Linked DNA regions of Sus scrofa: all the other regions are linked to region 1. A link is a contact called in public HiChIP or PLAC-seq data. All regions are on one chromosome and are shown on one strand. The core of a region is the stretch at or near the end of the contact, and the rest is flanking DNA. Distances in the headings are between cores, read along the strand shown. Region 1 holds the start of TIPARP (TCDD-inducible poly [ADP-ribose] polymerase). Region 2 has its middle 33 kb from the start of SSR3. Region 3 holds the start of SSR3 (signal sequence receptor subunit 3). Region 4 overlaps KCNAB1 (potassium voltage-gated channel, shaker-related subfamily, beta member 1). Region 5 has its middle 44 kb from the start of LEKR1.

Region 1 (3,660 bases), core at 1,014-3,513:
CTTTCTTCAATAATCAGATTCCTGGGGCTGGGGGAAAACAACACTAGAATTTAAAGTAAAAAGTAAAGAAAACTTTGTAAAATGACAAACGGTGTCTCTTCTACAATCTAGCTTTCATTAACTGATTCTGAAAATATTTACTTAGCATTGTGCCAGGTGGAAAATGGGTAGGGAAAAGCAATTAATCCTCTTCTCTCTTGTCCAATAGACTGAAAGAAATCTTTGATGCAAGGGCTCATGACTTCATCAAGAATGCATCGCAGGTACCCAGTACTGTGCCTGGCACAATGCACACAGTAGATGCTCCATTTCTGGGGGGGGGGGGCTGAATTATTGAAGAAAAAGCACCTATTAATTGTTTAGTTCTGTGAGCCTTTATGGGTCAACAATGGCAACAAAACGAGAAAACCGAGTCCCCAGAAAAATTAATATGAAAGACCTAACTGGAGAAATTCATAAATCTACATGTGTAATAACTGCATAATGCTCAAACTGAGAAAAACTGAAAACAGTATATGACGAGGTTTCAGTGTACATGCTAAGTACAAAAGAAAAGGTAGAAAAGGAGAGTTTAGTGTGAGCTGGCATTGTTAGGGAAAGCTTCAGGAAGGAGGGACTTGACATAAGACATAAAATCAACTGGAAAGCAGCCAAGCCAGGCGGTATTATTCATCATTTGGTGCTCTTGCCTCAAGGCACAATTGGCACAGATTGTGGTATTCCCTCTCCACCACACCAAACCGGCCTGTGCCTTCCCCCACGCACGCACGCACGCACACACACACACACACACACAATAACCACTCCTATCACACCCAATCAAGGCAAAACAGAGACCCAGTTCATTTGTACGGGTGCAAACACACACGCTACAACTTTCCTATCTTTGCCCTCTGTCAAACTCGGAAATAAAACCACGGAAGGGGCAGAGAAGTGGAGGAGTGGCTGGAGTGGGGAAGTCACTAGAACCTAGTTCCTCAATTAGTTTGCATAACAGAAAAATAAAGATTGGAAGGACACTTCCTCCAGTTCCTGCCGTAGGCGCCCCACTGCTCCACCCTTCACCTCGTGATGCCCTCAGTTCTTGGGCACTCCCGGCCCCTCGCACGGTCCTGGGAAACCGCCTGCACCAAACTCAAGACTCCGCCGGGCGTAGAGCAAAGCCCGGATCCGAGCCTGGGTCCGAGCGACGCCTCCTGCTGGCTGCGACCGTTTGCGCAGCTCCGCGCCCCGGATCGCAGCAACTCCCCGCACCGCGGCCAATTCCGGGTGTTCCAAGCATCCAGCTCCCACCTGTCCCTCGGCGCCCCGCAAACCCTCGGGCTAGCTTCCTCCCACCCAACGAGCGACCCCTGCCCCTGCTGCCCTCCCTTCTAGAAGCCACTTGCGCCGCCTTCCACAGTGAATCTCTTTCCCTCCCGGAACAACCTTCCTGAAAAGATCGTCCTGTGGGCTCCGAGGACCGACCCGAGAAGAGCCGGGGAAACGCAGCAGCAGCAGGCACTTCTCGGGCTGGCGGGGAGGAAGGAGACGACTTCAAAGTTAATCTGAAAACAGCCTGCAAACTTCTGGGCTGTAGCCGGAACGCAGGTCCGCCGGAAGGCTCCCCTCAGCGGCCGTGCCCTCCCCTGCGATCTGCGCCTCAGAGAGCCGGGTCTGCCCCATGGGGGCGACCCACACAGACGCGCCCCCGAGCCGCCACAATTCAGTGGGAATGATGAGCCGCCAGCGCCCCCGACTAAACCTTTCGGTGTCTTACTTCGATTTATACACCTGCCAGAGGCCCGAAGTGACTAAGAAGTGTAGACCAATGCCATCCCGATATTGACGGGATCCGACTGAATTCGGTACAAAAAGGCACGGTTTAAACATCAATCACCCCCGGTCGGTGAAAGCCGGCAGCGAGGCCGGCGTCCCTTTCCGCACCCACCAACCCAGCTAGAGTCCCTCATCATCGGCCCCTCAAAGCCCACCCGGAGCCCTTTACCTGAACCGGCAGCCTGAGAGAACCGACCACAGGAGCCGAGTCAGCGCCTCAGGCTCGCGGGCAGTGTCAGCGCCAGGGGGTGGGTGCGGAGAACCGGCTCAGGCGTCTAGGGGTCGCAGGCCGGAGACACGGTGTGTGGCGCACGGGCCATTCCGCGGCCGGGAGCGCAAAAAGCCGCGACTGCACTCCCGATCCAGCTCGTTCGCCTGTCACCTCGAGCTCTGCTTTAAAGTGGCTTCCGGTCGCCTCCTCTCAGCAGCCCCGTCGCGGGGGCGGAGCCTGAGCAGCAGGGGGGTGGGGTGGAGTGAGAGGACGGGGAGCTCAGTGGGTGCCGGGAAGGAGGCCCGCCCCTCGTGCGCGTGCGCGCTCACTCTCGGGAGGCGCGCCGAGATGTATGTGCGTGCGGCGGCGCGTGCTCTCTGGAGGGGGCGTGTCCTTTGGCCGCTGGAGGGGTCGGAAGGGTCTGCGCCTACCAGCCTGTAGAATTGCTCAGTTGTGAGGAGGGGAGGTGTGCCCTGTGTGGGGCGGGCTCCACCTGCCTGCGGACAGATGGAGGGTCACTTTGTTTGGAAGAAACCCAGGCGCCCGAAGGAGGATGTGAAACGGAACAACCCGTTTCTGTGAGGCTGGCTTTGTTTATTTGCCTCCGCAGCAGTGGCCTCCTGCCCCGGTTGCCCCAGACCCGGAGAGGAAGCAATCGGCTGTTACCACCGCTGTGGCCAGACGGGGTCGCCCGCCCTATTCCGGATGGGCAGGCTTCGCTGCACACCCGGACTGGCGTTTGCCAGACCAGGTTGCAGGCATTCCAGTTTCACAGGAAATATTCGCTAGTATTGCAAACCCCTAGCTTTGGGGTTTTGACAATAAAAGAGGTTATGTGTGTGTTTTTTTTTTTTTTTTTTTTTTTTTTTGTCTTTTTGCTATTTCTTTGGGCCGCTCCCGCGGCATATGGAGGTTCCCAGGCTAGGGGTCGAATCAGAGCTGTAGCCACTGGCCTACGCCAGAGCCACAGCAACGCTGGATCCGAGCCGTGTCTGCAACCTACACCACAGCTCACGGCAACGCCGGATCGTTAACCCACTGAGCAAGGGCAGGGACCGAACCCGCAACCTCATGGTTCCTAGTCGGATTCGTTAACCACTGCGCCACGACGGGAACTCCTATGTGTGTGTTTTAAAGCCCGCAAACACCTTAGTGACTTGTTTCTTCACTCAGCAAATATTTCTCAAGTGCCTATTGCATGCCTGGGCTGTTCTGGTGGCTTACCTACACTTAGAGAGCCTTGATCAGCCCAGATACTATGTCTTCATGGAGCTTACAGAGCACCATGTACTCACCTCTAAAATATACACCGCATGTGATTTTGCCATGTTTTCTGAATTTTAAAATGCCCTGGATGATGAGTCCACCTATTGATTAGTTTTTTAGAGGTGGAGGAAGAAGTACCACGTTAAATTCATTTAATTACTGTACGTGGGCGCGCGGGGCGGGGGGAGGGAGAAAGAAAGCCCTTGTCAAAATCAAAGAAAATTAATCACGGCTGTATCCCCAACAGCTGTCTGAGAAGGGAACATCTCCCAAAGAGATACTCCCTTCCTGTGGCCTGAAATCTAAAGTGACTTAATTCCATAACTTGGGAGCCATTCTGGGTTGAAAAAGCCAGTTCTTATCCT
Region 2 (3,597 bases), core at 754-3,253, 73 kb after region 1:
TGCATGAAAGACAAAGTTGAGGAAGACAGTGTTCCTTCCCCACGTTCCTACTGTCTGGTAGGTTGTGATTAGTGTAGTAGAATGTGACCAGGGCAATGGTGAAGTAATGCCCAGGACATCATGGAGGCACAGAACAGAGCACCTGACCCACCCATGGCATCTGAGCAAAGTTTCCTGGCACGAAGTACCATCTAGCTCAAACCCAAAGTATTGGCAAGAGGCAGAGAAGAGATCACAGGCAAATCTGCAGACCAAGAAACAATAAGGCAAATCCCCTAGAGTTTGAGTTTCTTCATTTGAGATGTGAAATAAGAAGGATATGTACCTCTTTAGGTCACTTAGAATGAAAACAATTAAGTGTGTGTTTATCTGTGAAAGTTATATGTCTGCATCTTCAGAGATATATACACAAAGAGGTGGTACTGAGTAGTAGTTGTAATTCCACTCCTGCTTATATACCCAAGAGAAATGAAAACATATGTCCACACAGAAATTTGTACACAAGTATCCAAAACATCATTGTTCATAGTGTAGCCAAAAGTGGAAACAACCCAAATGTCCATCAACTGAGGGATGGATAAATAAAACACAGTATAGCCATACAACACAAAATTATTTGGCAATAAAAGGAAATAAAGTATTAATATATGCTACCACATTTATGAATCTCAAAACATTATGCTAAGTCAAAGAAGCCAGAGACAAAAGGTCACATATTACAAAATTCTATGTGCATGAGATGTCCAGAATAGGTGATGTATATTCAAGAGATTCTTTTTTATTTTCTTTCCTTTTAGTTTTTTTTTTTTTAGGGCCACACCTGCAGCATATGGATGTTCCCAGGCTAGGGGCCAAACCAGAGCTGCAGCTGCCTGCCTACACCACAGCCACAGCAACGCCAGATCTGAGCCAGATCTGAGCCACATCTGCAACCTACACCACAGCTTATAGCAATGCTAGATCCTTAACCCACTGAGTGAGGCCAGGGATCAAACCTGAATCCTCATGGATACTAGTTGGGTTCTTAACCCACTGAGCCACAATGGGAACTCCTCAATAGATTCTTATAAATCTATAAGTACAGAAAGTAAACAAATGATTGCCTATGGCTGGAGATGGGGCAGTGGTAGTGACTGGTAATGAGTACTGGCTTTCTCTTGAGGGATATAGAAATTCTCTAAAATCAGTGATTGTGCAACTCTCCAAGTATACTGCAAACCATTGAATTGTACTTTAAATGTCTGAATTGTAGTACATGAATTATATGTCAATAAAGCTATTTTTAAGGTAATAGCTAACACTCTCATAGCATAATCTAGGCACAGTTTTATGTGTTGTAATAAAATAGTTAACTGTACATGTTCACTATACCCAGTGAGTTAGGTACGCAGAGGAGACTGCCCATCAGGGCCACACAGCCAGTATAGGGCTGTGATGTGAACCCAGGAAGGCTGGCTCTGGCAGAAAAGCACTTCACTTCCACTCCACACTGGCCTAGCTTGGGAACCGTTAAAAGATTCAGGGTCAGACTCACAAAAACCTGGGTTCTGATTTTGGCCTTGTTGCTTACCAGCCAGGCAATCCTGGGCAAGTGACTGAATTCCGTTTTCTCGCATGTTAAATGGAGATAATAATAGTGCATGCCTCACAGGGTTGGTGTTTAGGACAGGGACTATCTATAATAAGCTGTCATTACTGTGAGGCCCTTCTTTTATGTAGTATTGTCGCCGGCTTAGGAACTGTAGAGTAGTCCACAAATCAAAGCAGCAGGAAGCCTAACCCAGTGAGAGACTTGGGAAGTCAGCTTATTCTTTCTGCAAGTACAGAATTTTCCACATAGAAATGGCCTGGTAAACTAGTGGTCTGGCACTCTACCTTTTACATAACGTAACTTAAAATTAAAGGTTTAAACGACAATAAAAATATTTGCCACATGCAAGAAGCATTTGAAATGTTAAGGACTTGCTTTTTATTGCATGAAAATAAGCAGAAGTGTGGGCCGGAAAGAAATGTGTCACTTCCCCAGCACTGACCTGCAAGGGCAGAGTGACCTTACACGAGAAGAAAAATGCCAGTAATTTCCAAACTAATCTAATTTTAAATTTCTGGATTTTTCATTTCATCTTGTGGAGACATACTTATTCTTGGAAGGAAAAATAAAACCCCAATGACATTAGCAATGAATGAAGTTATGTAAGTTTTGCTGGCAAACTCACACGCACAGCCTAGTGCTTTAGAGCTCATTTGCAAGGCAAGAGAGCAAATTCAACTCCACCACAATTCTCAGTGCCCAGAATGATTCTTTGAGCACTGTTTGTGACCAGAATTTTTTTACTCGGGGGGTGGCAGTTTGCTATGGTGTGATTCGGTCTCTTCTTTCATCTCCTATAATTTTCCTTCTAACACTCACGGAACCAGCTCCTACCATGGATTTCCCCTCTGTGGAAAGGACACTACCATCCCATCAGCTGTTCAGATCATCTTGGATTCCTCCTTTTCCCTCCCATGTCCAGACTATGGGCACATTCATCAGGCCTCCTCCAAAATGTATCTTCAGTCTTCTTGCTTCTCTCAACTCCTTTGCCCCTACTAATCTAAGCTACCTATGTTTCCTGCCTGGACTGTTGTAGCCATCTTCTAAATGTTCTCTCTGCCTCTAATATGCTCCCTAGAGTCCTCTACAGCGCACCCAGAGAGACTTTTCTTTTTTTTTTTTTTTTTTTTTTTTTGGCCTCGCGCACAACATGTGGGAGTTCCCAGGCCAGGGATCAAACCTGTGCCACAACTGTAATCAGAGCCACAGCAGTGACTATGCTGGATCCTTAACCTGCTGAACCACCGGAAAACTCTGAGAGAGACCTTTTAAAAGCTACTCATTGGGTCAATCTTCTGCTTTAAATCAATCAAAGGTCAAAATTCAAATAGACAATTGGAATATGTAAAGGTGTTTGACCTCATTAATCAGCAGGGAAAGTAGAATTCAAGCTACAGTGAGAGACTACTACACATCTGCCAGGATGGCTAAAATTTTTAAAATTAAAAGGACTGACAATACCAAGTAATGCTAAGGATATAGAGGAACTAGGACTTTAGACCCTGCTAGTGGAAGGGAATATATAACAAGTTTGGAAAATTTTTGGCAATATCTAAGAAAGCTAAATATCTGCTTACTTGATTACCTGGAAGTTCCACTTCTAGGTGTATATACACACACATGTAGAATATATATAATAAATATGTATGTCTATGTATATACATAGGTGTGTGTGTGTGTATATATATATGTATATAGGTGTGTGTATATACACACACACAGGATAATGAGTACCTATGTCCACTAAAAGATGTTCAAGAATATTTATAAGAGCTTTATCTATAATGGACAAACACTGGCAACAATCTAAATGTCTATCAACAGTACAATAGGTAAACTATGATGGATTTATATAACAAAATATAACAAGCAATAGAAAAGAGTAGACTCTGGAATATGCAACAACATGGATGAATCTCTCAGACAGATAAACAAAGACAGACAAAAGTTTGTAGAGTATGATTCAATTTATAAGAAGTTCAAGAATAGGAAAACAGGAATCT
Region 3 (3,429 bases), core at 11-2,510, 110 kb after region 1:
TCTTCTCTATCACCACCACCCCATAATAAAAAAGCATTTTAAAATTAAAGAAAGACATAAATATAGATATTTTTAAATGAACACTTTTAGTTTTCTATAAAATTCCCTAGATGGTCTATTTCTTATTATTTGGCTATGACTGGTGAAAACATCTAGCATTTGGGAATACTTGCTGTAGATAATTAGAGGATTTATATTTCAGGAAAACTCATTGTGCTATCTTTATAGAGAATAAGTTGAAAACTTTTGAAGGCAGAAGGCTCCATTAGAATGGAAGCTGTGGAGGTCGATTACAATTTGGATAAGGTGTGAAAGATCTACAAGTCCATTGATAGGGAAGCTGGATGTTGAGGAAGTTTTGTCTGACGTTAGTAGATAAAAGAAGCCTTGCTGAGTGTGAAGTGGATGAGCAATATTTTTTGAAGAAAAACTGGTAACTTGAGTTTAAAGTGGATTCTGATTGTTTTAATGAGCATATTCAATTTTCTGAGCTTCAGAGGTGCCCTGTCCAGCCAACATATTAGTATTGTTTCATTTAGCATGATTTTGGATGCCCTATTATTTCAACTAAATCTTTAGAGTAATAAAGTGTAATTTGTAAATGTATTGGACACATTTAAATTTTATCAATGAGAACATGAGCTCCTTATAAGCAAGAGCGCCTTTTTAGTAAAAAAGGTAGCCTACTATTTTATTGAAAGGAGCCCATGTTTTGTAGACCACATAGCTGTTCTCTCACCCTCAAAACTGTCCGCGTTTTGCATTTTTTCCAGCAAAATGTGGACAATGATGGGCATGTCATAGGATTATTTAAGATATTAAATAATGGATGCGTAAAAAGGGGGGCTCTACACTTACTAGCTTCATCCTTCTCCTCTTCCTCTTCCAATGCTCCAGTGCTGGGTAAACACAGAGCAGGCTAAACAGGCGCTCGCTGAATGAATGACTGTACGACTCAGGGCCAGAAGAGCTTCTTATTTCGGAATTCAACGATTTTGAAAAAGAGTTATAAGCATCTGTGAAGTGGAATGCCAATAAAGTTTTGTTAATTAAAAAAAAAAAGTACCCACTAAACTACAAATCCCCACTTCCTCCTGGAGACGGATGAGTCACGTGGCACTCCAGGACTCAGGAAGTCTTGCCCGCTCGCCCAATCAGGCCGGGAAACCTACGTAGCGGCGCCAGACTGGCCAATCCTGGGGAAGCCTGCTCTCTTCGCGCACCTCCGGGTCCGCCTCCGCGTGTGGAGCTGACGGGTCATTAGAGGATACGGCGGCCGCGGAGGCGGTGCCTGTGGCTTCTGCCCCGCTCAGCGCGCGGCCCGACCCTCGCGGCTCGCTGCTCCAGTTCCACCATGGCTCCCAAAGGTGGCTCCAAGCAACAGTCCGAGGAGGACTTGCTTCTGCAGGATTTCAGCCGCAACCTGTCGGCCAAGTCCTCGGCGCTCTTCTTCGGGAACGCCTTCATCGTGTCCGCCATTCCCATCTGTGAGCGGTTCGAGCGAGGCGGGTGGGGAGGCTGCCGGCGGGTCGGCCTGGATGGGGACGTGGCAGGGCCCAGTTCTTGGGCGAGGCGTGAGCCTGGGACTCACGCTCTCCCCAGCTCTCTCTGGGCTCGAGGCAGCACATATCCTCTGTGAGCCTCGGTGATCTATCTGGAATAGTGGCGGGCGGCCTCCCAGGAAAGCCACTTGTGGCGCGTTTTATAAGTACGCTCACTCGTTCCTGGGCCCCACTCCTGGAGCTCGTGAGTCACTCGTTCTGGGATGGCGGCCCTAAATCTGTATTTCGACCAACGGTCGGGTTAGGATCTTGCGGTGTTAACAGTCATGCGTACAGCCGGCTATATGCCCCTTGCCCCCAACTGTCGTTTGCTATTAGGAGATCTTAAGTTTATATCATTACTTATTTTGGAGAAACTTATAAAATCAGACAGATGTCGTTAGCCCTCGCACCAAATTTCAAGTGTAGCTTTTAGGAAAACCACTTCACACTGAACATCATTTTCCTAATTTGACGAGAGACGTTGGAACAGTGCCAAGCCCTGCCCCCCTACCATGTTTAAACTTCATAATCCTCTTAGGGCAATTCTAGAATTCTCATTTGAGCGGAAAACTTTACTGACTTGTCCAAGGTTGTTTTTAGAGCACAGGGTTCCAGAATGTGAATTTCCTCTCTGCTACACTGCTGTACTGTTGGTGGGCAGTCAAATCCTGATGTATTTTCTCTTTCGTCCTTATAAAACCCAGCGTTCAATTAACTTGTGGAGCCTTGAGGTTCACTGGCCGCAAGGAGCACTGCCTTCATTTCATATAAACAGCCACGTCATAGTGTAAACTCTGCTTTGGGACTGCACGTGGCATTTTGGAACTGCCTGTAGTTAGCGTAATAGTTCTCTAAAGAATGAAATTTGAAGTCTGAATCGTGATTTTGTTGAGTTATGATTTCTCATTTTAGAAAAAGTAGAAATCTCATCATAGATTATTAATAGGAAGGTTATGTTTTTCAGGTATTCTGAACTGGGAAAACTTGAGACTAATAACTTTTTACTGGGTATCAGACTTCTGAAGTTCCTCTTATCTGTATTGGGTTCCCAAATCCGGCCTGTGTTTTACCAGGTTTAGGTATAATTAATTTAGCAGACCTTTGTAACTGGGTGGTAATGTTTTGCTCCTTTTTGTAACTCTCCCTCCCCCTTTTATCTTAATTCAGGGTTATATTGGCGAATATGGCATATGGACCTTATTCAGTCTGCTGTTCTGTATAGTGTGATGACCCTAGTAAGCACTTACTTGGTAGCCTTTGCATACAAAAATGTGAAGTTTGTTCTCAAGCACAAGTAAGTATATTTCTCAAGTGAAAGTATGTATTGTTGTATTTTTACATAGCAAGATGTTTTCTTAACGACCGCTCGTGTGTGTTTCATTAAGCATTGAGATATGTGTGTTTATACCTTTTGGGGAAAGGCACATTAATGGTATGAGGGAGTAACAACTAACTGAAGCAGAGACAATACTTCTGACATTGCTATGGAAGTGGGTATTGAGGGTGGGATTAGAACACTTAATCATGGGGTTCAGAAAAACAAATCCATCAAGTAAATTAACATTTTGGAAGCCAAATGGAATTCTTTCTGGAAAGAATTGTGGGCTTTCCATGTAGTATTTCTGGATGTGAAAGAAGAGGGTTTTTTTTGTTTGTTTTGTTTTCCTTGTAGTCAACTCTAACATTCTTAGTGCTAATTACATTTTTCTCATGAATATATAAAAGTGTAATCGGTTACCATATTTCCTCTATTTTAAGATCATACGTGTTATAAAATATATCATTATTTTAAATGATAGCTTTGGGAGAAGAAAACCCAAGCCTCACTACAATAAATTTATACATGAATTATAATCAGTTATGTAGTCTGGTTTCATAAAGGTTA
Region 4 (3,408 bases), core at 710-3,209, 130 kb after region 1:
CATGCATTGCCTTATGATCTATAGTCCTTCTTGCTGTAGGGCTTGTTGCGCAGTATGTTATCAATCTCATTTACAACATGTGATGTCATCTTTGGGAGAACCTGGGAGCATGAGATATACAAAGGATGTGGTTAGTACTTGATACTTGCTTTTTGTGCTCAATATTAAGCAAAGTCGTCTAGATTTGTATACATTTATAAGCCACCACTAGAATGCTAGTTCCCCAGCAGCCTGAAAGCTCCTTGAGGTCAGGGGCCTTGTTTTGTTCACACAGCATCTCCAGAGCCTGAAAGAGTGGCTCATAGTAGGTGCTCATAGCTACTGGTTGACAGTAAATGAAGACAGAAATATAGAATAACTAGAGCAATAGGAAAAATGAGAGCCATATGTGTAATTTTAGATTTTCTAGCGGCCACAGTAATAAAAGGGGAAAGAAGCAGGTGAAATTAATACATGTTTTACTCTACTGTATCAGAACATCATTTCAGCATGTAGTCAGTATAGAATATTAAGATGCTTTAGGAGTTACCGTCGTGGCGCAGTGGTTAACGAATCTGACTAGGCACCAGGAGGTTGTGGGTTTGGTCCCTGCCCTTGCTCAGTGGGTTGGCGTTGCCGTGAGCTGTGGTGTAGGTTGCAAACATGGCTCGGATCCCACGTTGCTGTGGCTCTGGTGTAGGCCGGTGGCTACAGCTCCAATTGGACCCCTAGCCTGGGAACCTCCATATGCCGCGGGAGCAGCCCAAGAAATTGCAAAAGACAAAAAAAAAAAAAAAAAAAAAAAAAGATGCTTTACATGTTTTAAAGTACTAAGTCTTTCAAATCAGGTGTACATTTGACACTAAGAGCACATCTCCATTTGGATTGGCTGCCTTATGTGCACTTAATAGCCACCTGTGAACAGCAGGGGTCCAAAGATAAGGAGAGAATCAGTTAGAATCCTTGTGAGGGATTAACAGGAATACCAGGTAGAGAGAATAGCGTGAAAAAGTGGAGTCTGTGAAATGGAGTGATAGAAGTGTAGAGTGAATGAATGAAGTGTGGGGATGGTGGGAATATGGAAAAAAGAAATTCCGGTAAAGAGTGGAAGGCCTCGAATTCCATTTTTTGGAGTTGGGGCTTAATGCTGTAGGCAGTGGGAATTTCAGAGGACTTCTCAGCTGTGAGTGACCCCATTAGACACCTAGAGGTATTTTGAAGGATGAGTTGGAAGGAGATTGAAAGGGGACACAGATGTTAGAAATTAATTGCAGTCCCAGCCAGAGACAATAAGCATTACCTAGACAGTTAGCAGTGGAGTAGAAAAGGAGAGTGACTTGGAGAGACATTTTGGAGGCTGATGGCAACTTAAAGACTGGGTGACTAGGAAGATACTGATACAGGATCCACAGAAGTCTGGAGCACAAGAAGTTTGGAGTAGGATGTGTTGAAGTGAAGGTGCCTATGGGATCTCACGTAGAAGTGACTGGTAGGAGTTCCCATCGTGGCTCAGGGGTAATGAACCTGACTAGTATCCGTGAGGACTCAGGTTTGACCTCTGGCCTTGTTCAGTGGGTTAAAGATCTGGTGTTGCCTCAAGCTGTGATGTAGGTCGAAGACGTGGCTCAGATATAGCATTGCTGTGGCTGTGGCGTAGGCCCACAGCTATGGCTCCAATTCGACCCCTAGCCAGGGAACTTACAAGTGTGGCCCTAAAAAGACAAAAAAAAAAAAAAGAAGTGACTCGTAGGCAGCCAGAAGGGCAGCTGTGGACCTTAGTGGTAGCAAAGGACTGGAGTTGAGAGTTTAGGAGTTATCTGCACCGTCATGCTAATTGAAGCCCTAGGAAAGGGTGAGATCATCTAGGGCTAGCTAGTATTTATTGCAAGAAATAGGCCAAGGGCATGTGTTACACTAGGACAAGGAACAAAGGCAGACTTTCTTTCAGGAATAGTCTGACCCTCTGTGGAGACCGTGGTGAAATACATTCCTGATGACTGATGCTGAGGTTTGAGCCTCACCCTTCCTCTGCCTGCAGTCATGTTGGCCAGAGTGACCTTGTCTCCACTCAGTGCTCTCCTCAGAAGCCTTAGAGTTTGGTGGAATAGTGTAGGACTTCCTCACTGGTTCTGGTAACGCTTTCCTCTCCTAGAAGAGAGTTTGGTTTCCCACCAGCTCTGGAGCATCAGAGATCTAAACTACTGTGCTAAAGTGAGACTGCAGCAATGAGACCCAAATCTAGAAACTGGATTTGTTGGAAATTTTGGGTCTAAAATATAGTGGGTTAGCCATGTGAGGAAAAAACATTCTTCATTCATTACACCAATAAGAAAAGAGATCTAAACATTAGAAAAATGAAACCATAAAGTACTTGAATAAAACATGAAATATATACATGTATATATAGTGTTGCAAGACTTAAATATTCAAGAAAAGCCATAACATCCAGAATTTTATGTGAAGTTGCTGCCCATTTTTTTTTAAATGTTGGCAACTGTTTGAAAACATTTTCATCTACTAGAGATCACACAAACATCCCACGAGCTAGCAGTTTTGCAACCAAGGTGTTACCCTGAGTGCAATAATTGGGGAGTGAGGGAGGTCTGGCAAGTGTCACGGGCTGGCAGGTGTCAGGGAAGTCCTTCCAGGACTGAGTCACTTTGAGCTGGGCCTTGGGGATGGACCAGGATTTTTCCAGGCTAGGGTGGTGGACACTCCGCAGGGGGAGGACCACTATTCTGGGGATTAGGATCCCAGAGGAGGTGAGGGAGGGGTGATGAGCCCTGGATGGGAAGGGCCTGAGTGCTGAGGAGTCGGACTTCCCTGAGTAGCTGGTGGGGAACCTCACAAGGGCTTTGAGGCTGGAGGTTGGGGACCTGAGCTGCTGACGGGACTGCCTGCAGCTGTGGCTTCTTTCCTGTTTCTCCTGTCTGCTGATGCTTAGCAAAACCTCTCCAGTTTATGCTCACCTTAGGTACATTCAAAGAAGCAGCTGCCTGCCTTTGCCCATTAGAAATTTCCTTATAACTGCTGGCACTGCATGCTTTCTATCTGCTGGGAGTCCCCAGCGGCCCCAATCTAGTAGCCTCACTATATCAAGGGGCCCAGTCACAGCTGACTGAGGGCAGAACCTTTGGTGCTGGGCTGGCCAGAGGTGGGAGTAGAAAGGGAGAGGATATGGTAAGCTGTCCTGGTAGCAGCTTCTTGCTAAGACAACATCCTTTTCTCTTGTGCATTGAGCATGGAAGCCCGAGCATAGAAGCCCGTCCTGCTACCAGCCAGAGCCCTGCTGGGAGGAAATGCTCTGGGGAGATGACTGACTCATTTTTCCACTGAAATGTATCTTTAGCTACCTACAGTACTCCCACAGTCCAGGAGCTGCCTCTCTCTCTCTCTTTTTTCAACCATTCCAGCAATATTAGCTCCCCC
Region 5 (3,635 bases), core at 225-2,724, 100 kb before region 1:
TTTGTGTGGTCAAGGAATAGGTAGAGGACAATGTGCCTGCAGGGCTGTGAGTTTTGAAAAAGATCTAGGAGATGAGGTTGTAGAGGTAGGCAGGGGCTGGATGATGCAAGTCCTGTGGACCATGGTATAGTACAACTGGAAAATGTTGAAAGACTGCAGGATATCAATGTTATTTATGTTTTACACTTATCATTCTGGCTCCTTTATGGGAGACAGATGGAAACAAGAAAACCAGTTAAGAATAGTTGAGATAAGTGATTAGTAGCTTAACATTGGCAGAAAGGAAGTAAAGTGGATGGTTTTGAGACATTTTAGAAGCAGAACCTTCAAACTTGCTGAAGAATTAGATGTGGAGGTGAGGGGAAAAGTAGGAAACCAGGAAATAGGTTATGGTTTGAACAACAGAATGGTTGACAGTATCATGGGATAGAGAACTGAATTTAGAGGGAAGGGGAGGAATAAGTTTGAGGTGAAGGTAGGAACTGAGAATTCTTTGCAGCTGCGTTACACGGGAAGTTGCCATTGGACATCTGACTGGAGATGTGAAGACTGGGGAGATAAAGGTAGGTGCTGTTGCTTTGTAAAAGATAATGTAGAGCTTTGGAAGGAGAGAAAAGTAGGAAGTGAAGGACCTGGCTGTGAAGCACCCTAACATTAGAGGTTCAGGACAGTGTGTCAAGGAAATAGGTGTAGTGCTTAACATAGTGTCAATGGGGGCTAAACACTGGGCCTGAAATGCATTAGAGAAGGAATCAGAGGTGATATAAACATGCTGAAAGCTGCAGCATTGTGGTATTTTAACTTTTTCTGCTGTGGTGAAAATGAAGATGAAAATCATTTCATCTGAGTTAGCAAATATCATGGAAAATTAAATGTAGATTTTTATTCCATGCGGGTATTTATAACACGTGACTGTCTCCGCATCACTGCCACCCTCGTAAGCAGTTCTTCAGGAGCTGTGATTTGTTTCAGCATGGGGGTGCTCTATGTCCTGGGATGAGTTTGGGGGAATATACAGCATGCTTGTGTTTATTCAGGATTTGGAGAATCCCGTTTGGTAATACCAAGTCATTTCCCCAAAACTTCTAGAAGTTAAAGATGGGATAGGCATCTCTCATATAAGTGTAAAAATTTCTGGATTAGTTCTGCAGAGGTGATGGTCCAGTCTAGTCAGTTCTTAGGAACCAAGTCCTTGGAAGTCTTCCACAGGGACTGCTCTCATGTGACATAGGTGAGTCACTCCAACACCAACCAAGACAGAGTCCTGTGGCCCAGGAAGTGACCATGGGCCCTGGAGCCAGGCCCATCTGAATTCAAATCCCAGCTCTGCCACTTTCTGGCTTTGTCTTCTGAGACAAGTTACCCAAGTTCTCCAAGTCTCTTTTTCCTCTTCTGTAAATGATGACAGTGCCTCACAAGCTTGTTATGAACTTTAATGAGATACCATGTGCTGAGTGACTAACCCTGTGCCCTGATGAGTCATTATGAGATGCTCAATAAATCTTGCTCTGTTTTCTCACTTTGCCCAGTAACACTCTAACCCACTAAAGCCCCAGGTAATTCTGATTCTGGCCCCATTCACCACATGACTTTTTGAATGTAAAAATTAAAACTAAAATGTTATACTTAGAGGTCATTTCCTGAATCAGTGATCCTTTTTGTGAGCTGGCAGAGAAAAAATTGCTTAGGCAACTTCTGCTATTTCAGTATGAGAAAGATTCTCAGCCAGTGAGCAGCACTCTTTCTCAGTCTGGTTAATTTCCTCAACATGGTTATGGTGCTTGTAACTTCCTATTTAAATTCTAGAATTTGACTCTAGTATCTAAACTCAGTAAGAACAAAGAAACTTCCCATCAGCTGCCTGCCAGATTTCCCTACTGTACACCGTTCAGTAAATTTGTCACAGAACCATTGCCATTTTTCCCCCATTTAATTTTTTAATTCAACCAGTTTGTATGGAGGCCCTGCTAGATGCCCAACCCAGAGTAGACACCGGAGTGATCATGAGCAAGATGGACACAGTCCCTGCACACACTCTTGCACAGACCAGAGCTAGCCAACCCCTTCCACTGGTAGAGAAGTGGCTTTCCTTCCCTTCTCCATTCCAAGAGGTCTTTTATGTAGATGAAAATGCATCTTATTTAAAATTCCTGGAATTGTTTGGAAATATGAACTGAAGTTTATTGCCGTCTTTTCTCTGCTTTCCCTTTAATTGAGGAGTAGGCTATTTCCTTTGTGTGTGTGTGTCAATAAATCTGACAACTTAAAAGAAATGAACAAATTCCTTAAAGGACACAATCAGCATTGTTCAAGAAGAAGTAGAAAACCTGCTTAGCCTCATATCTTTCAAAGAAAATGAATTCCTAATGCCCATTTAAAATACTGAAGTTAGGCCCTGATTTGGGCCTAACCCTAGACCTGAATAGCTTTATGGGTAAATTTTTTTTTTTTTTCTGGTCTTTTTAGGGCCACACCCACGACATATGGTGATTCCCAGACTAAGTGTCAGATTGGAACTGTAGCTGCTGGCCTACACCACAGCCACAGCGATGCCAGATCCGAAGTGAGTCTGTGACCTACACCACAGCTCACAGCAACACTGGCTCCTTAACCCACTGAGCGAGGCCAGGGATGGAACCTGCGTCCTCATTGATGCTAGTCAGATTCGTTTCTGCTGAGCCACGATGGGAACTCCATGTGTGTATTTTTAATTGTAAAAGTAACACATGCTTGCTTTAAAACGTGTTAATCTTCTCTAAAATGGGATACTTCTCACTATCAGAAGAGAAGCTATTAACTGCTAGAATTTAGTGTCCACACTTCCCAGACATTTTTTTTCTAAGCAGATACAAATGCACATCTGTGCATACCCACCCCCATGTCCCATACACACACAATGCTTTGCTTGTTTTGTTTGTGCAAAGACAGTATCATACCATTCTGTAATTTGATTTTTTTTCCACTTAGCAATATGTCATGGTCATTAGCATTTCAGCACATAAATCTGCATACATTTTTGGTGTAGTCATAGAATCAGTCAGTCATACATAGTTGGTTTTTTTTTAACCATTCTATGGATAGAACTTTAAGTTGTTTCCAGTTTACTGCTATTAGAGACAATTATTTAGCAAATGTTCTTGTGTATTTTCACATTTGTGTGTGCCTCTCTGTAGACTAGAATCCTCTAGGTGGAATTGCTAGGTCAAAGGGGTTGTGCATTGGAGTTCCTGCTGTGGTGCATCAGGTTAAGGATTTGGCATTGTCTCTGTAGTAGCTCGAGTCACTGCTGAGGTGTAGGTTTGATCCCTGGCCTTGGAACTTTCATATATTGCAGGTGCAGCCAAAAAAGGGGGGGGGGATTGTGCATTTTAAACCTTGATAATGTGAAATTGCCTCCAAGAAAGATGACACCCATAGTAGTTTCCTGTCAACACCATATGAGAATACTCACTTCCTCTCTCTCTGCTACTTGAGTACTATCAGTCTTAAGTCTGCCAGTCTAATAGGAAAAAATGGAATTCATTTTAGTTTGCAGACTTCTGGTTTCCACTCTGATGTGTAAAAATCTTGGAAAACACCATTCCCATCCTTACAACAAGAAAAAGCTGGACAAACTGAAAATCAGTGACCTTTCT

The links. HiChIP or PLAC-seq counts read pairs in DNA pulled down with a chosen protein or histone mark.
Region 2: an H3K27ac HiChIP or PLAC-seq map of alveolar macrophages shows a contact between it and region 1. The contact joins the enhancer-like site here to the promoter of TIPARP in region 1. A contact is called at or near these places in 1 of 5 promoter capture datasets (liver), 6 of 47 Hi-C or Micro-C datasets (brain, embryonic fibroblasts, epiblast stem cells and 2 more) and 2 of 2 datasets of contacts at active chromatin or transcription factors (alveolar macrophages and skeletal muscle).
Region 3: a contact with region 1 is called in an H3K27ac HiChIP or PLAC-seq map of alveolar macrophages. The contact joins the promoter of SSR3 here to the promoter of TIPARP in region 1. A contact is called at or near these places in 3 of 5 promoter capture datasets (fetal liver and liver), 13 of 47 Hi-C or Micro-C datasets (alveolar macrophages, blood, embryonic fibroblasts and 6 more) and 2 of 2 datasets of contacts at active chromatin or transcription factors (alveolar macrophages and skeletal muscle).
Region 4: a contact with region 1 is called in an H3K27ac HiChIP or PLAC-seq map of alveolar macrophages. The contact joins the enhancer-like site here to the promoter of TIPARP in region 1. A contact is called at or near these places in 1 of 5 promoter capture datasets (liver), 4 of 47 Hi-C or Micro-C datasets (blood, embryonic fibroblasts, liver and 1 more) and 2 of 2 datasets of contacts at active chromatin or transcription factors (alveolar macrophages and skeletal muscle).
Region 5: a contact with region 1 is called in an H3K27ac HiChIP or PLAC-seq map of alveolar macrophages. The contact joins the enhancer-like site here to the promoter of TIPARP in region 1. A contact is called at or near these places in 9 of 47 Hi-C or Micro-C datasets (adipocytes, alveolar macrophages, embryonic fibroblasts and 5 more) and 1 of 2 datasets of contacts at active chromatin or transcription factors (alveolar macrophages).

What each region holds. Positions count from the first base shown.
Region 1 is chr13:96,494,989-96,498,648 of Sscrofa11.1, reverse strand. TIPARP (TCDD-inducible poly [ADP-ribose] polymerase) reads right to left here and starts at 2,263. Exons shown (of 6, transcript XM_005669945.3): 1 at 1,988-2,263.
Region 2 is chr13:96,421,542-96,425,138 of Sscrofa11.1, reverse strand. No RefSeq gene overlaps it. Among named protein-coding and RNA genes, the nearest start is that of SSR3, 33 kb to the right of the region's middle. Within about 2 kb of position 2,003, at least 11 of the 83 cell types and tissues checked have an H3K27ac peak or open chromatin away from gene starts, as enhancers often do. A contact at or near this core is called in alveolar macrophages and skeletal muscle, where this site is marked.
Region 3 is chr13:96,388,021-96,391,449 of Sscrofa11.1, reverse strand. It overlaps SSR3 (signal sequence receptor subunit 3), which reads left to right and starts at 1,260. Exons shown (of 5, transcript NM_001244147.1): 1 at 1,260-1,487; 2 at 2,712-2,838. The coding sequence starts at 1,355. It overlaps LOC106505723 (a long non-coding RNA gene), which reads right to left and starts at 1,104. Exons shown (of 2, transcript XR_001300390.2): 1 at 859-1,104.
Region 4 is chr13:96,367,567-96,370,974 of Sscrofa11.1, reverse strand. KCNAB1 (potassium voltage-gated channel, shaker-related subfamily, beta member 1) reads right to left here. Exons shown (of 15, transcript NM_001105294.1): 15 at 1-101. The coding sequence ends at 12. It also overlaps a transcript of SSR3 not described here. Among named protein-coding and RNA genes, the nearest start is that of SSR3, 21 kb to the left of the region's middle. Within about 2 kb of position 1,959, at least 15 of the 83 cell types and tissues checked have an H3K27ac peak or open chromatin away from gene starts, as enhancers often do. A contact at or near this core is called in alveolar macrophages, embryonic fibroblasts and skeletal muscle, where this site is marked.
Region 5 is chr13:96,594,875-96,598,509 of Sscrofa11.1, reverse strand. No RefSeq gene overlaps it. Among named protein-coding and RNA genes, the nearest start is that of LEKR1, 44 kb to the left of the region's middle. Within about 2 kb of position 1,474, at least 16 of the 83 cell types and tissues checked have an H3K27ac peak or open chromatin away from gene starts, as enhancers often do. A contact at or near this core is called in alveolar macrophages and embryonic fibroblasts, where this site is marked.